2 separate regions of the Mus musculus genome follow, and region 1 is linked to region 2. A link is a contact called in public HiChIP or PLAC-seq data. All regions are on one chromosome and are shown on one strand. The core of a region is the stretch at or near the end of the contact, and the rest is flanking DNA. Distances in the headings are between cores, read along the strand shown. Region 1 holds the start of Gm35429 (a long non-coding RNA gene). Region 2 holds the start of 2610301B20Rik (RIKEN cDNA 2610301B20 gene).

Region 1 (7,005 bases), core at 83-2,582, 170 kb before region 2:
GGGCGCCATGGTCCTCTACCCCTACGTGGTGTATGACCGTGGGCCCGAGAGAGCGCTCTTGAATAAAAATCCTCTTGCAGTTTGCAACAAGACCGTTTCTTGTGGGTGATTTTGGGGTGTCGCCTCTCCTGAGTCAGAACGTGGGGGAGTCCTCATGTTGTGGGTCTTTCACTTGCATGTTCTTATATAGGCTTCCAGATTAGATCTAGATTAAATATCTGGATTAAAGGTGTGTCCTTCTATCTCTAAAATCTGGATTAGAAGTAGATCTTCCCATTTCCAATTAAGCAGAAATACCCCACAGATGTGCCCTCAATTTGGGGGGGGTTTACTTAATTTCAAATGTATCAAATTGATATCCAAGAATAGCCATCACCAAGGTTCTCATATTTCATTGTATAAAAGATGGTTGTAATTTACTGGGGATGTATATTTTTATGGTTATAATTCAGATAAAGAGTTTGACTCGTATGAGACCAACTTGCCTTAAATCGCCGACAGAAGTATGTGAGCTGCTGCCATTACCTGGTGTTCTCTGCATGCCAATATTTACAGGTGTGGGCAGAGTGGAGTGCAGGATCCGTGCGTGGGTCCTGTGGATCCTCAGGGAGGCAAGGAGTCACTGCCTGTGCCATGAACAGGGTTGCAGGTCTTTAGACATATTTAAAAGTCATTTGTTTAGCCTTTCGTTTAATTCCCTTACACATTCCATATGAAAAATATCTTCTCACATTTTTGTAATACCCTTGTTCTTCAGATTTTCCGGGCTTTAGTTCCACAAGGAATTGGTCTGAGGCATGGTGTACACTGTAGAGCCACAGAAGGCCACCCAGACGAGAGTTTCTTCTTCCTGGGGATGTCACCCTCAGCATCCATTCATTTTCCATGTGGGTTTGAATCAGAAAAGTATTTAACATAAACTGGTGGAGATCACAGTCTAATGAAATGTTCTTCTCAGAACATACTTGAAGGTTTAAGGGGGGTGGTCACTTGCCGCAGACCCTCTGGGTCCCTTTGTCTGCGTGGAACGGGTCTCTAGGGCAGGTGGGCAAAACATTGGCGGGTGACAAACAGACCAACACGTGAGATTGTGTAGAATCTGAATGTATTGTCACAAAGTGAACACCAATCTTATATAGTACAGAAAATACAAAGGGTAGCAGGCAAAGTACATTGAAGTTACCTGAACAAAACAAAGGAATGACTTCAAAAGGATTTACAGGAACCAGGTAAATGTTTATAGTAAAGATAAAGCAGTCCTGACTAGGGTCAGTTTAGTGACGGGCAAGGATTTCACACTCTAGTGTTATACCTTTGAACCTTGTGAAGGCAAGCACCAGGGGGTACTGCTCTTGGCAGGCCTCATGAATAATGCAATATCACAACCCCCCTAATTCCCAGACCTTGCTAAATTCTTATGTGAGTGTAACTTTTAAGTATCTGGAGAATCTCCATTTGTCAGAAGAATTTACCAACTTGCTTCTAATATGCAATGTAGCCTGTACTGAAGATTTCTATCTCAGTGGGATTCCCTGGCTCTTTCATGGTATTCCCTTGTTTGGGTGCGATTTGCTACTGTAAACACCTTGCAGACCAGCTCTCAGCTACTGGCTCCGTCTTTTGTAATGCTTAATTAGTAACTGAATAGGTTAACTTCCTTACTGCATTCTTACAGGATTCTAAGCTCACAGGCTTCTGGGACCTTGGAACACTGGGGAGACTTAACTATAACAGAATTTTTCCATACACCAGACTAAGGGAATAGGGTATGAGTATATGGGTAAATGAGAACGCCAAAGCTCCAGGAGGTGAGTTTCCTTGAAACTCTTTTCCTCGTGAGTGCTTTCAGACTTTCAGCCTGTCAAGCAGACTTGACCAGAGGGCGTGGCAGTCACTCAGTCATGGTCCATTTGAACATTTTCATACAGCACAAAGATTTTCATGTTGTTTTAAGACAGGGCATCACTATATGTCCCTGGCTGGCCTAGAACTCTCCACGTAGACCAGGCTGACCTTCAGAGATCCACCTGCCTCTGCTTCCAACTCCTGAGATTACAGGTGTGCATTAGCACACTCAGCTGCTACTGTTTTAAATCTTGTCTGGTGTTAGGTAGAATAGAGTCTTGGTAATTTTATTTATTTATTTTACACAAGGTCTCATGTAGTCCAGGCTGGCCTTGAACTCACTATGTAGCTGAGGACGGCCTTGAACTTCTGGCCCCTTTAGTGCCTCTGCTTCTTGAGGCTGAGATTACAGCCACGTCAAGTGAGGGAAACTCGGTCTCTGGCCTTACTTGTTCACTGTCTATCTATTGATACCACTCTGGCTGCACACAGTAGGACTGTGTTCTCACTTTTCTTCCATCTGTCTCAGTCTTGGTCCTTTCCCTTTTGAAACAGGGTGAAGGCAGTAGAGTGTAAACTGGAAGTCTGGAAACCATTGAGAGTCCTTGTGTCTAAGCACAAGAACACAGTCAGCTCTCTATCATCTTAACTTGTTTTTATTGCCTGGGTATTTCTAGTATGTTGACATGTCCCATTTCCACATAGATTAGCTGGAATGAGAGTTACAACCAAGAAAAGTGGCAAGCAGGGCCTGGGGGGTCAACCATGAAGCAGGAGGCCAAATAGTTTAGCTTCCCAAGCCAGTGTTCACCTAAGTACAGCTTCCAGGTTCACTGACTGTGTGGGAGCTCCTGCCAGTGGGGACTGATTCCCACATACATCTAACCCTGCCCTAACCTCATACCAATCTGTCAAGAGAAAGCGGAACTTAAATCCAGCTTCACCACTTGGCCTCTCTTGACACTGGAGCAGTAAGGGCCATTAGCTGCTTGGCCCTGTTCTACCGCAGGCATCCACCGATACCACTCTGGCTGCACACAGTAGGACTGCACCCTCATGTTTCCCATGTGGCCTCCACTGACAGTGTTGCCTTCATCTGGTGCCCCATCTAGGTCTCTTCTGACATTCTCATGAGTTAGGGGATACCTGTGTATGTGTGTGCGTGTGTGTGCGTGTGTGTGCACACGAGTGCACGTTTATACTGAGTGGTGCTGCACTGACCCATTGGGGTTGGGGGTGGGGCCTAGGGGAAAGTCCTGGCTGTTTGTGGCATTATCTGGTTCACACGAGTGGAGATGGAGTCCTTTATTGTGGCATAATGAAGGAGAGAGTCTGGTTGAATGGGAAAGAGGTCAGATTTTTTTTTTTTTAAGATTTATGAATATACTGTAGCTGTCTTCAGACACACCAGAAGAAAGCATCAGATCCCATTACAGATGGTTGTGAGCCACCATGTGGTTGCTGGAAATTGAACTCAGGACCTCTGGAAGAGCAGTCAGTGCTCTTAACCACTGAACCAACTCTTTTTTTTTTTTTTAAGATTTATTTATTTATTATATGTAAGTACACCATAGCTGTCTTCAGACACTCCAGAAGAGATTCAGTAATCATTACAGATGGTTGTGTGCCACCATGTGGTTGCTGGGATTTGAACTCAGGGCCTTCGGAAGAGCAGTTGGTGCTCTTAACCACTGAGCCATCTTTCCAGCCCCTGAACCAACTCTTAATCCAAGTCCCAGAAGTTGTCAGTTTTATTCGTGTTTTTTAAGCTAGAACCTGTAGCTACTGTCAAAAGCTTTTTTTTTTTTTTTCCTTATTAGGCTGTCCATTTCTTGGTCCTCTTTCTTGGTCTTGTTGCTATAAAACAATACCTGAGATGGGGTGCTTAATAAAGAAAAAAGGTCTGTTTGGTTCACAGTTCTAGTTCTTTTATAAAGTACAAAATATATGACTTTGGTATCTGTCAAGGGCTCCATGTCTTTGTTACAACCCAGATATGAGCCGGGCGTGGTGGCGCACGCCTTTAATCCCAGCATTCGAGAGGCAGAGGCAGGTGGATTTCTGAGTTTGAGGCCAGCCTGGTCTACAAAGTGAGTTCCAGGACAGCCAGGACTACACAGAGAAACCCTGTCTCGGAAAACCAAACCAAACAAAACAAAACAAAAAACAAACAAACAAAAAATGTATGGTATCTTCAGCAATGCCTCCTTCCTCTGGTGAAGCTCAGTCCCACTGAATACATCTACAAAACACTTATATAGGTAAGGTTTAGGGAACACTGCAGAGGAGGGACAGAAAGATTTTGAGAGCCAGAGGATCAGTTTCTGTGAGATTGTGTCTCCTAGTAATGTCAGAAGCTAGACCCATAAATTTAGTCTCACTAACAGGACTGCCCAAACTTGAGTTGAACATAGATGACACCAATAGACATGTCAAAATGGACAGAGAAGAATGTATGAGGTTTTAATTCTATACAAAGAACTACAGATAGCTAAGGATAGTCAGAGAAATAGTCTTTCCCAGGGAAAAGCACACCAATTGGTTATCCAACACCAAATGGTCAGCCTTGGAAACATACACAAGTAAGGTTATGTAGATTAAACAGGTTATATTTAGGAATCTGTAAGTATATGCACATATATATAGATAGATAGATAGATATAGATATAGATATAGATATAGATAGATATAGATATAGATATAGATATAGATATAGATATGCCTTAGTTAGGGTTTTACTGCTATGAACAGACACTATGACCAAGGCAACTCATATAAGGACAACATTTAATTGGGGCTGGTTTACAGGTTCAAAGGGTCAGTCCATTATCATCAAGGTGGGAGCATGGCAGTGTCCAGGCAGATATGGGGTTGTAGGAGCTGAGAGTTCCACTTCTTGTTCCAAAGGCAGCTAGAAGACTCGCTTCCAGGCAGCTAGGATGAGGGTCTTAAAGCCTACACCCACAGTGACACACCTACTTCAACAAGGCTACACCTCCTAATAGTGCCACTCCCTAGGCGAAGCATATACAAACCATCACAACATATATGCACATAACAACAACTAATGACAAATGAGGCCCTGAATTTGAAAGAGTGAGGAGAGGTATATAGGAGGGTTTGGAGGGAGATAAGAAAAGAGAAATGTTGTGATTGTATTATAATCAAAAGAAAAAAAAAGTGGAGTATCCAGTATACAAATCTATGAGGTCCAGAGTCACGTCTGGGCCCATACAATACACCTCTGAAATAAAAGGAGACCTTCTCCTTGAGACACAGAGCCAGCCTTGCCTGCCTTGGATGCAGTTCGTGAGATAAGGATGTTCTAAGGACATGAAGGTTCAGACTGGCTGAAAGAGTGCTCCAGAATGTGCATCGGAATTGTTTTAAGTCAATCATGAAACATCACTAACACTTAAACTGCTTAGAGGGCTCAAGGGCACAGTCATTAGGAGCACACAGAGTTCTTACAAAGGATCCGAGTTTGGTTCCCAGCCCTCAAGGCAGGTAGCCCACAACTGGCTGTAATGCCAGTGCCAGGGGATCTGTCACCGTCCTCTGGCCTCCAAGAACACCAGAACACACACACACAATCAAAATTTAAAAAACTGTTTATATGTATTTGTAAATTAAAGTCTGGGAATGTGTTGAGGTTTAATTCAAACATAATTCTTATACCCCCAACTGTATGAAGGCCCAGCACTATATCAGGCATCACAAATAAATGTGAAGTGGTAGCCATAGTCTTCAATGTTCTGTCTTAGGGAAGTCTCAGCTATAGTCTCAACCATAGAATAGACAACCGAGATTATATACATACAAAATTTACCCATTTTATATTGTTTAAATGTCACGTGTCTCATGCATCATTTATCATGGTTGCTATTTAGTCTCTGTGTCTTCCAAGGGAAGAATATTAGCTCCATGACACTAGGCACCTGGGTTATCTGTTCACAAGCAGGAGCACGTGCTCAGGAAGTGAACAGTGACTAATCGGGTGGGTGTGCTTTCTTGTGTAGGCTGAGCACTTGGGCAAGATGACAATAAGTCAAAGGAGCCATGGGGACATATGGGATCATGAACTATTTGATCACGTGAGAAGACAGAAAACTAAACAAGAAAGTGGAGTGTTCTGAATGCCAAGACCAGAGTGCTGTTGTGAGTGCAGGAGACTGTGCTAGGTCATCCTGCAGAGAACCCAAAGTGATGAGAACCAGGAAGAACCAGTGGTTTTGTCTGGGGAGGGGGCTAAGAGAAGGCTACAGCAGCTACAGGGCAGCTACAGCAGAGAGAGTGGAGTGGACTTCGGTCCATGCAGGAATGACAGAGCTGATAGGACCATGAGGAAGTCTGCCAGGGAACAGGCAACAGGCAGCTGCCCATCAGCTGGCAGCTGTTCATTCAGTAGAGAAGTGTGAATTGTCATTTACCACTGTCTCAAGAGGAGCATTCTCTCACTCTTCTTTTGTTCTGAGGACAAAGAGCTCCCAGTTTCACGAGTGCCCCAGTGAGGCTTCCAAGAGCCTGGGCTGGACAGTCAGAACCAATACAAGAACCAACAGGGAGAACCAACTCATGAAAGTTGTCCTCTGCCTCCTACACGTGAGGCATGACACACTTCACAGCAAAGAAACATAAAAAAGAAAAATGAGTGAAAAAAATTTTAGCAAGTCTTTATTCTGTGTTTAAATAATTTTCTTTCTTTCTTTCTTTCTTTCTTTCTTTCTTTCTTTCTTTCTTTCTTTCTTATATGTAAGTACACTGTAGCTGTCTTCAGACACCCCAGAAGAGGGCGCCAGATCTCATTATGGATGGTTGTGAGCCACTATGTGGTTGCTGGGATTTGAACTCAGGACCTTTGGAAGAGCAGTCAGTGCTCTTAACTGCTGAGCCATCTCCTCAGCCCCCTTAAATAATTTTCTTATAACTAATAAGGTTTTTAAGTTAGGACTCAAAAAATGTCCATGCATTACCTCAATGTTCTTTCCTCTCTCTTCAGTTTGCGTCTGATACCTAGACATAGTCAGCCTGTGATAGAGCTGCAGATGAAGGGGCCTCTTTGTAACAAGTACCACTCATCTTCCTCTGGTACCAATCTCCTGGCTTGGTGCCAGTTCAGCTTCCTAGCCAACTGGACGCAGCCTCCTCCAAAGGACAGCA
Region 2 (7,452 bases), core at 1,234-3,733:
CACTTTTATCCTTCATGTCTTTCACTGCCTACACTGGTATTTCCCTTCGCTTTAGAACTATGCTAAAGACTCTCTTCTAAACAAACCATCACCCCCACTCCCATCACTCTATAAAACTGTCCCTTGAAGCTGCCACTCTTTCTTACTCACAACTGGAGTAGCCTATATCCATTGCTTTAGTATCAGCAACACCCATGGTTTCCTCAATCTTACAGCTACTGACATTTGGGGTCACATAAGTCCTGTATGTCGAGAGGAAGCACTATTGGCCTGTCTAGGCTATTTTACAGGGTTCCTATCTACCTGCTAGATGCCTAAAGTATACTTTTTTCCAGTTGTGGTAACCATAAGAACTCATGTCACTGCAAAATCATCACTAGTCTAGAAATACTGATCTTATTCAAGTGCTTTAGTTTCTTTGAATATCAATACTTTATCTACTAAAACAGTATCTTTCAAACTGCTTTCAGGCGTAATGCTCTATCTCTGGACTCATCTCTGTATCTGTCAACTACAGGGAATTCTTACCTCAAATAATTACTTTCAGGTTTCTCAGTTCCAACCCTGGGTGGCCTATCACTCAGAGCTGAGTCTGCCTCTGCCTCTGGGGTTAACGGTGTGTCTGTCCCACTGGGCCCCAACTACAGAGACGCTCCCATGAGACTCTTCTTTGGTTTTGACGACAGACTGTCTAGGCTCTTTTCTCATATAATTCAAGAAGTTCAAGAAGCAGATGAATTTTTTTTTTGGTTTACTTTTTGAGACAGGATTTCTCTGTGTAGCCTTGGCTATCCTGGAACTTACTCTGTAGACCAGGCTGGCCTTGAGACAGATGAATTACTAAGAAGATGATGATGAGTATTATTTAGTTGAAACCTGGTCTTACTAAATTACCCAGCTGAGCCTCAAACTCATTCTTAGACCAACGCTATCAGGCCACCTAGATTTGGTGAATGAAGAGAGAACACCATTCACCTCATTGGGCGATAGGGGTAACCCATATCGGGGACTTAGCACAGAGAGAAGTAAACATTAGCAATTATTATCACAGCTATCATCTAGAGATGGTAAGTTAAGCCATGCAACCAGCAGGTGGTCTGTTCATAAACTCACAAATGATTTCCTTTGGCTTAGTGTAAAACTTCAGTGATGGCATTCCATACCAGAAAGGAACTGTATTTAAAACTTGGCTTAGGGTATTTGCTGTTGTTTTTTGCACAACTTCTAATCATTGTCCCTGATAAAAAGTTTAACACAAGTGATAACAGTTGTGATTCACTTTAGGCATTATAAATGTGCTAAGGTGGGGGCAGGGAGAGGAGGGTGTGGGTGGAGTCTGGTAGTCAGACACAGGCAGGAAAGATCACATGGCTGGGGAGAAGCCACAGAAATGGCCATCCTTTCAGTGTGGAGACAGTCTAAGCTTCTTTATGTTGGTTCCAAGATGAAAAGGCCTGACAAATTCTCTCCAACCACAAAGGAACAAAACCAAGCCAAACACAAAGCAAACACTGCAAAGTAATACCTTATACATTAATGGAAGAAACACCAGCCTTTCCCCCAATGGTCTAGGCAAGCGGCAGGTCCTAGCAGGAGTTATTACTGAGCCTAAGATCTCACTTTAAAGGATAATGCAACGACGCCTGCTTTTTATTGTTGTTGTTCAAATCCCCAAAGATTTAAGTGTCTTTAAACTTCGACCTGGATATAATAGGACATTTGCTGGGTCCCTTAACTTTGGAGACACGGGGAATGGCAGGCAACTGGGCAATTTATTTAATTCAGATATTTGCAATGGATACTCTTAATAATTAAATATACTCTCATCTAACTCCTCGAGCTTAAACAAATCAGACAATAAAATGGTCTTCTAACAGCTGGCCTACCGGTTCCCTAAGGGTTGCCTGGTAACGGCGTGAGAGGCACGACATTTGCAGTCAGGGCCCCTCGCCGATGAGAACGCTGTGGGTCTGGTCAGCGTGGCCCTGTCGTGTCTCAGGGGAGGGACACCCCGATCCACGTCAGGTTAGGGCTGTCAGGTAGGGTCTCAGCTCCCTCAGGCTCGCCCAGGGGCGGGGTCTGAGCCGTGACCCGAGGGCCGTCGAGGGCTAGGACAGTAGCCCAGGCCGCGGGGGCGCGCGGCGGCGGAGGCCGGCTTAGGCGCCCCGAGCAGGGCTGTAGCAGAACCGTCCACCCGCCTGCGTTAACCTGAGAGTTTCTTTCTCCTGGGCTCCGTTCCGGTCGCCGCTGTGCGAGCCGCCGCCGCCGTCGCCTTTGGGCCGCTCACCCAGGTCCAGCCTCAAGGGGTCGAGTCTGCAGAACTTGGTCTCGACTTCATCCAGAAGTTCGTCCAGGTCCTTCGCCATCTTGAACAGACGCGTCTTTCTCTCCCGAGCCTCGCTGGCCGGTGGTTTCCACGGCAACGCGAGAAACCGACGCGCCCGGGAGCGGGTTCCCCACAACCTTCCGCGCCTGCGCAAACCTCCGGGCGACTCGGGGGGCGCGCGCGCTGCCGCGGCGCTGACGGGCGCGCACTCGCGGTGGCAGGGGGTCCCGAGGCCCGGGGACCCGCTGAGGCCGGCCGCCGCGGATGTTGTCGGTGGGTCCTGCGTGCCCGGAGCGCTTCCCTTGCCGTCCACGCAGCCTGTGGGCCCGCTTTGCCCTTCACCTCTCCCGCTCCGCTCCGGCGCCTGATCACAAACAGTCTCTCTTTCCACCCCAACAGCCTCTCTTTCCACCCCGTGGCGACCCCTGGTCGCTTTGGCAGGCTGTATGTTTCATCGGGGAATCTGCAGATCCAAAATTATTCATTCGGTGGCAAAAAACATTCCCTTCCGTAGTCGGCAGGATTCGAACCTGCGCGGGGAGACCCCAATGGATTTCTAGTCCATCGCCTTAACCACTCGGCCACGACTACTGGTGATGCTAATTTTGGCAGGAAGATTCTATGTAGACTCTGCATTGGAAACTTATGCCGCACTCAAGCTGGCTTGGATCGGAGTGAAAAAGCTTAAGCACATTCGAACATTGTGCTTTGAAGAATTCTGCCCCTCTTTTCTGTGACATAAAAGTGTTGGAGCTGAGTCTTCAAAGCTAGAGTGGGGGGTGGGGGGGGGGGTGCGGTCGAGAGGAGAAAGGGAGGGAGAGAAGCGAGAGAGGGGCCCCGGCTACTTTCTTATTGATAGAGGCATTTGCAGTAGAGAGACTGGAATTGCAGGACCTCTGGCCAGCCTCCCAGCTTCCCCGCACACTTCTAGTTTTCCTTTGACAAGCAGCTCCTAGACCGTTTTTCTCTCATTACCAATAAAATAGTGATTCCTATCAATTTATGAATCGCAAGACTGTCTCACCAGGATATGAAGCACTACTTTGAAAAAGAATATAAACCACGGTGCAAAACCCAAAACAAAATAAAGCAAAACAAACAAAACAAGCCCCCACAGTATTTTCAATTCTTATGGTTTGAGCAGGCAGTCATATCTATATAGCCTGGGCTAGCCTTAGAACTTGAGGTCTCTCCTACCTCAGCCTCCCTGGAGTCGGTTTGTAACACAGACCTAGATCACAGCACCGCTTCATGAACATAGCGAGCACATTGCATTTCTAAAGTTGTATTAGCCAAGAAGTCGGCACTCTGAGTTCGGCAGACATCTGAGCCAGGTGATTTGTTAGTTTCATTTACTTAATTCGTTCAAAATAGTTTTAAATTTCCCGAGGAGCAACATGTAACGGTGCGCAATATAAAAATGGTAGGTAACAGCTCACCAGAAGCCTTTGGAAGGATGATGGTTTTTTTTTTTTTTTTTTTTTTTTTTTTTTTTTTTTTTTGGCGGCCTATTGTTGAGTGCAACCATTACTTAAAATGTAATGTTATAGTAAAACAAAGGTAATGTCTGGCAAACTCTAGCTGTTTCTCTGCGTGGCCTTGCTGCTGTCGAGCCTGTTTACATCATAAAATTTGTAAGAACTGTGAGTTTGTTTTTTTTTTTTTTTTCTTCTGAGGTTAGACCTAGCAGTCTTTTTTCACAAGGCTTTCAGAATCAACCTGTGGTCATTGCTTCCCGTTTCATGCTCCCAGGGGCCTGGGAGCTGGTTGGAGCTGTCGCCAGTTTTTCATATACTCCATGCCCATGGCATTTCTATTCCATGCTTGTTGGTTGTCCTGACCGCACTTTCTTGATTGCTCTACTCTCCCTTTTTTCTCTTTTCTTACTCAGTCACATGAAGGAAACGTCTAATCTGCCATTTTACCTTGGGAATCTTTTTTTTTTTTTTAATTGAAGACAAGCCTTTCTAAAGATACATTTGTATTAGTTTTAATGCGCGTGTATGTATATGCATGTGTATGGCTGTGTGTGAGTATGTACATGTATGTTCAGGTGACTGGAGCTGGAGCTATAGGCGGTGGTGAGCTGCATGGTGTGCGGCGGCTTTGCAGGAACAGCCTCTACTTTGGATGTCTTCTCATCAATTTTATAATACTTAAAAAAAGAGAACAAGATGTTTTGTCCTAAGATTGTACCTGGAACCGACTCCAGTACAAACACAGGAAGAAGCCACTTGAAAGGTTGCCCTTGGGGCTGCTGAGATGGCTCAGCTGCAGGGAACTCTTGATGCTCGTCACAAGACCTAGGCTTGATTCCCAGCCCACATCTCCAGTGGCTCACAACTGCCTGTCACTCCAGATCCAGGAGGATCCAACATCTTCTGACTTTCACAGGTGCTCCTGTGTGTGTGGAAATTAAAAAACATTTTAAAAGGTTACTCTTGCAATTTGCTTGTACGGCAAGTAATAAATAGTTGCTCTCCAGTTGATAGGGCTAAATTAAGGATTTGTGAATCCTTGTCCCAAAGTTTTGAAAACATTCTGAGTTTCAGATATTTCATAAAGGAGAATAGGCAAGTGTCTCGAATAATCTAACATGGTGAAAGGAGTATGCCATATTTCATTATATGTACTTAGTATTCCAAAGATGTTTTAAAAGGTTTTTATGTTTTGAGAATTTTTTTATTGCATGAATTCTTGTTGCCTTGCAACTTCACATTCTTTCTTTTTCTTAAAAAACAAAGTTGGCTGGGCAGTGGTGGCGTATGCCTGTAATCCCAGCACTTGGGAGGCAGAGGCAGGCGAATTTCTGAGTTCGAGGCCATCCTGGTCTACAGAGTGAGTTCCAGGACAGCCAGGACTACATAGAGAAACCCTGTCTCGAAAAACAAACACCCAAAACAAAACAAAACAAAACAAAGTCAAGGGCTGGAGAGATGCCTTAGTGGTGGGAGTGCTTGCTGGTCCTTCAGAGGACCTGAATTGGGTTTCCAGCACTCACATGGCAGTTCACAGCTGTCTGCGACTCCAGTTCCAGGGAGTCTGACAACCTTATACAGACATACATGCAGAATTCCTTTTGGCCAATAACCTAAAAAGATGTAACCCACTCCTGGTATTGCAGGTTTTATTGGGGGGTATACGATGTCTGCTTGGTGTATTGTCTTCTTCATTATATGAGGGCTCCATTTATATTGCTTTTACATATGTATATATTTTAGGAAGCTTCTACAATAGGTTTTCCTATGGCTTTTCAAAGGACTTTAATGTTAGTGTCCCTCTCTGTTGGGAGCCGCGCCCACATTCGCCGTTACAAGATGGCGCTGACAGCTGTGTTCTAAGTGGTAAACAAATAATCTGCGCATATGCCGAGGGTGGTTCTCCACTCCATGTGCTCTGCCTTCCCCGTGACGTCAACTCGGCCGATGGGCTGCAGCCAATCAGGGAGTGACACGTCCTAGGCGAAATATAACTCTCCTAAAAAAGGGACGGGGTTTCGTTTTCTCGCTCTCTTGCTTCTTGCACTCTGGCTCCTGAAGATGTAAGCAATAAAGCTTTGCCGCAGAAGATTCTGGTTTGTTGCGTCTTTCCTGGCCGGTCGTGAGAACGCGTCTAATAACAATTGGTGCCGAATTCCGGGACGAGAAAAAACTCGGGACTGGCGCAAGGAAGATCCCTCATTCCAGAACCAGAACTGCGGGTCGCGGTAATAAAGGTTCCCGTAAAGCAGACTGTTAAGAAGGATTCAACTGTATGAATTCAGAACTTTTCAGCTGGGGAACGAGAGTACCAGTGAGTACAGCTTTACGAGGTAAGTCTGATCTTGAACTTTCTAAGGAAATTCAAGACAGTCTATCAGAAGTAAAGTGGAATATGTTTGGCCTTGAATTTTTTCTGGTGTTAGGAGCCCTTTTGTTCCTTTTCACATGTTATCAAGTGATTAAGATAGGGCTGAAAATTCTAGAGGAAATTCAGGACAAGCTATCAGAAGTAAAGTGGGGAGAGAGAGTAGGAACAAAGAGGAAATATGGTACACAAAATAAGTATACAGGCCTTTCCAAGGGTCTTGAACCCGAGGAAAAGTTAAGGTTAGGTAGGAATACCTGGAGAGAGATTAGAAGAAAAAGAGGAAAAAGGGAAAAGAAGAAAGATCAATTAGCGGAGGTCTCTAGGAAAAGGAGCCTGTGCTCATCGCTGGATGGGCTCGGGGAGCCAGCTCTTGGTAGCTCTGAATCAGATGATGAATTCTCCTCTGAAGAAACAGACTGGGAGGAAGAAGCAGCTCATTATGAGAAAAAAGGGTACCAGCCAGGTAAAGTGCTAGCTAATCAGTTAAGGAAGCCAAAAGCGGCTGGCGAAGGCCAGTTTGCTGATTGGCCTCAGGGCAGTCGGCTTCAAGGTCCGCCCTATGCGGAGTCCCCGCCCTGCGTAGTGCGTCAGCCCTGCGCAGAGAGGCAGTGCGCAGAGAGGCAGTGCGCAGACTCATTCATTCCCAGAGAGGAACAAAGGAAAATACAACAGGCATTTCCGGTCTTTGAAGGAGCCGAGGGTAGGCGTGTCCACGCTCCGGTAGAATACTTACAAATTAAAGAGCTTGCCGAGTCGGTCCGTAAATACGGAACCAATGCTAATTTTACCTTGGTGCAGTTAGACAGGCTTGCCGGCATGGCACTAACTCCTGCCGACTGGCAAACGGTTGTAAAAGCCGCTCTCCCTAGTATGGGCAAATATATGGAATGGAGAGCGCTTTGGCACGAAGCTGCACAAGCGCAGGCCCGAGCAAACGCAGCTGCTTTGACTCCAGAGCAGAGAGATTGGACTTTTGACTTGTTAACGGGTCAGGGAGCTTATTCTGCTGATCAGACAAACTACCATTGGGGAGCTTATGCCCAGATTTCTTCCACGGCTATTAGGGCCTGGAAGGCGCTCTCTCGAGCAGGTGAAACCACTGGTCAGTTAACAAAGATAATCCAGGGACCTCAGGAATCCTTCTCAGATTTTGTGGCCAGAATGACAGAGGCAGCAGAGCGTATTTTTGGAGAGTCAGAGCAAGCTGCGCCTCTGATAGAACAGCTAATCTATGAGCAAGCCACAAAGGAGTGCCGAGCGGCCATAGCCCCAAGAAA

Evidence for each region. HiChIP or PLAC-seq counts read pairs in DNA pulled down with a chosen protein or histone mark.
Region 1: an H3K27ac HiChIP or PLAC-seq map of embryonic stem cells shows a contact between it and region 2, with 11 read pairs. The contact joins the enhancer-like site here to the promoter of 2610301B20Rik in region 2. A contact is called at or near these places in 1 of 39 promoter capture datasets (embryonic stem cells), 1 of 484 Hi-C or Micro-C datasets (bone marrow-derived macrophages), 6 of 115 datasets of contacts at active chromatin or transcription factors (acute myeloid leukemia, bone marrow-derived macrophages, embryonic stem cells and 1 more) and 2 of 9 other capture datasets (adipose tissue and liver).

What each region holds. Positions count from the first base shown.
Region 1 is chr4:11,037,933-11,044,937 of GRCm38.p6, reverse strand. Gm35429 (a long non-coding RNA gene) reads left to right here and starts at 6,726. Exons shown (of 3, transcript XR_390394.2): 1 at 6,726-7,005. Within about 2 kb of position 1,332, at least 16 of the 459 cell types and tissues checked have an H3K27ac peak or open chromatin away from gene starts, as enhancers often do. A contact at or near this core is called in embryonic stem cells, where this site is marked.
Region 2 is chr4:10,869,529-10,876,980 of GRCm38.p6, reverse strand. 2610301B20Rik (RIKEN cDNA 2610301B20 gene) reads right to left here and starts at 2,483. Exons shown (of 6, transcript NM_026005.3): 1 at 2,209-2,483. The coding sequence starts at 2,366. It overlaps n-TSaga9 (a tRNA gene), which reads right to left and starts at 2,917; the gene lies at 2,836-2,917.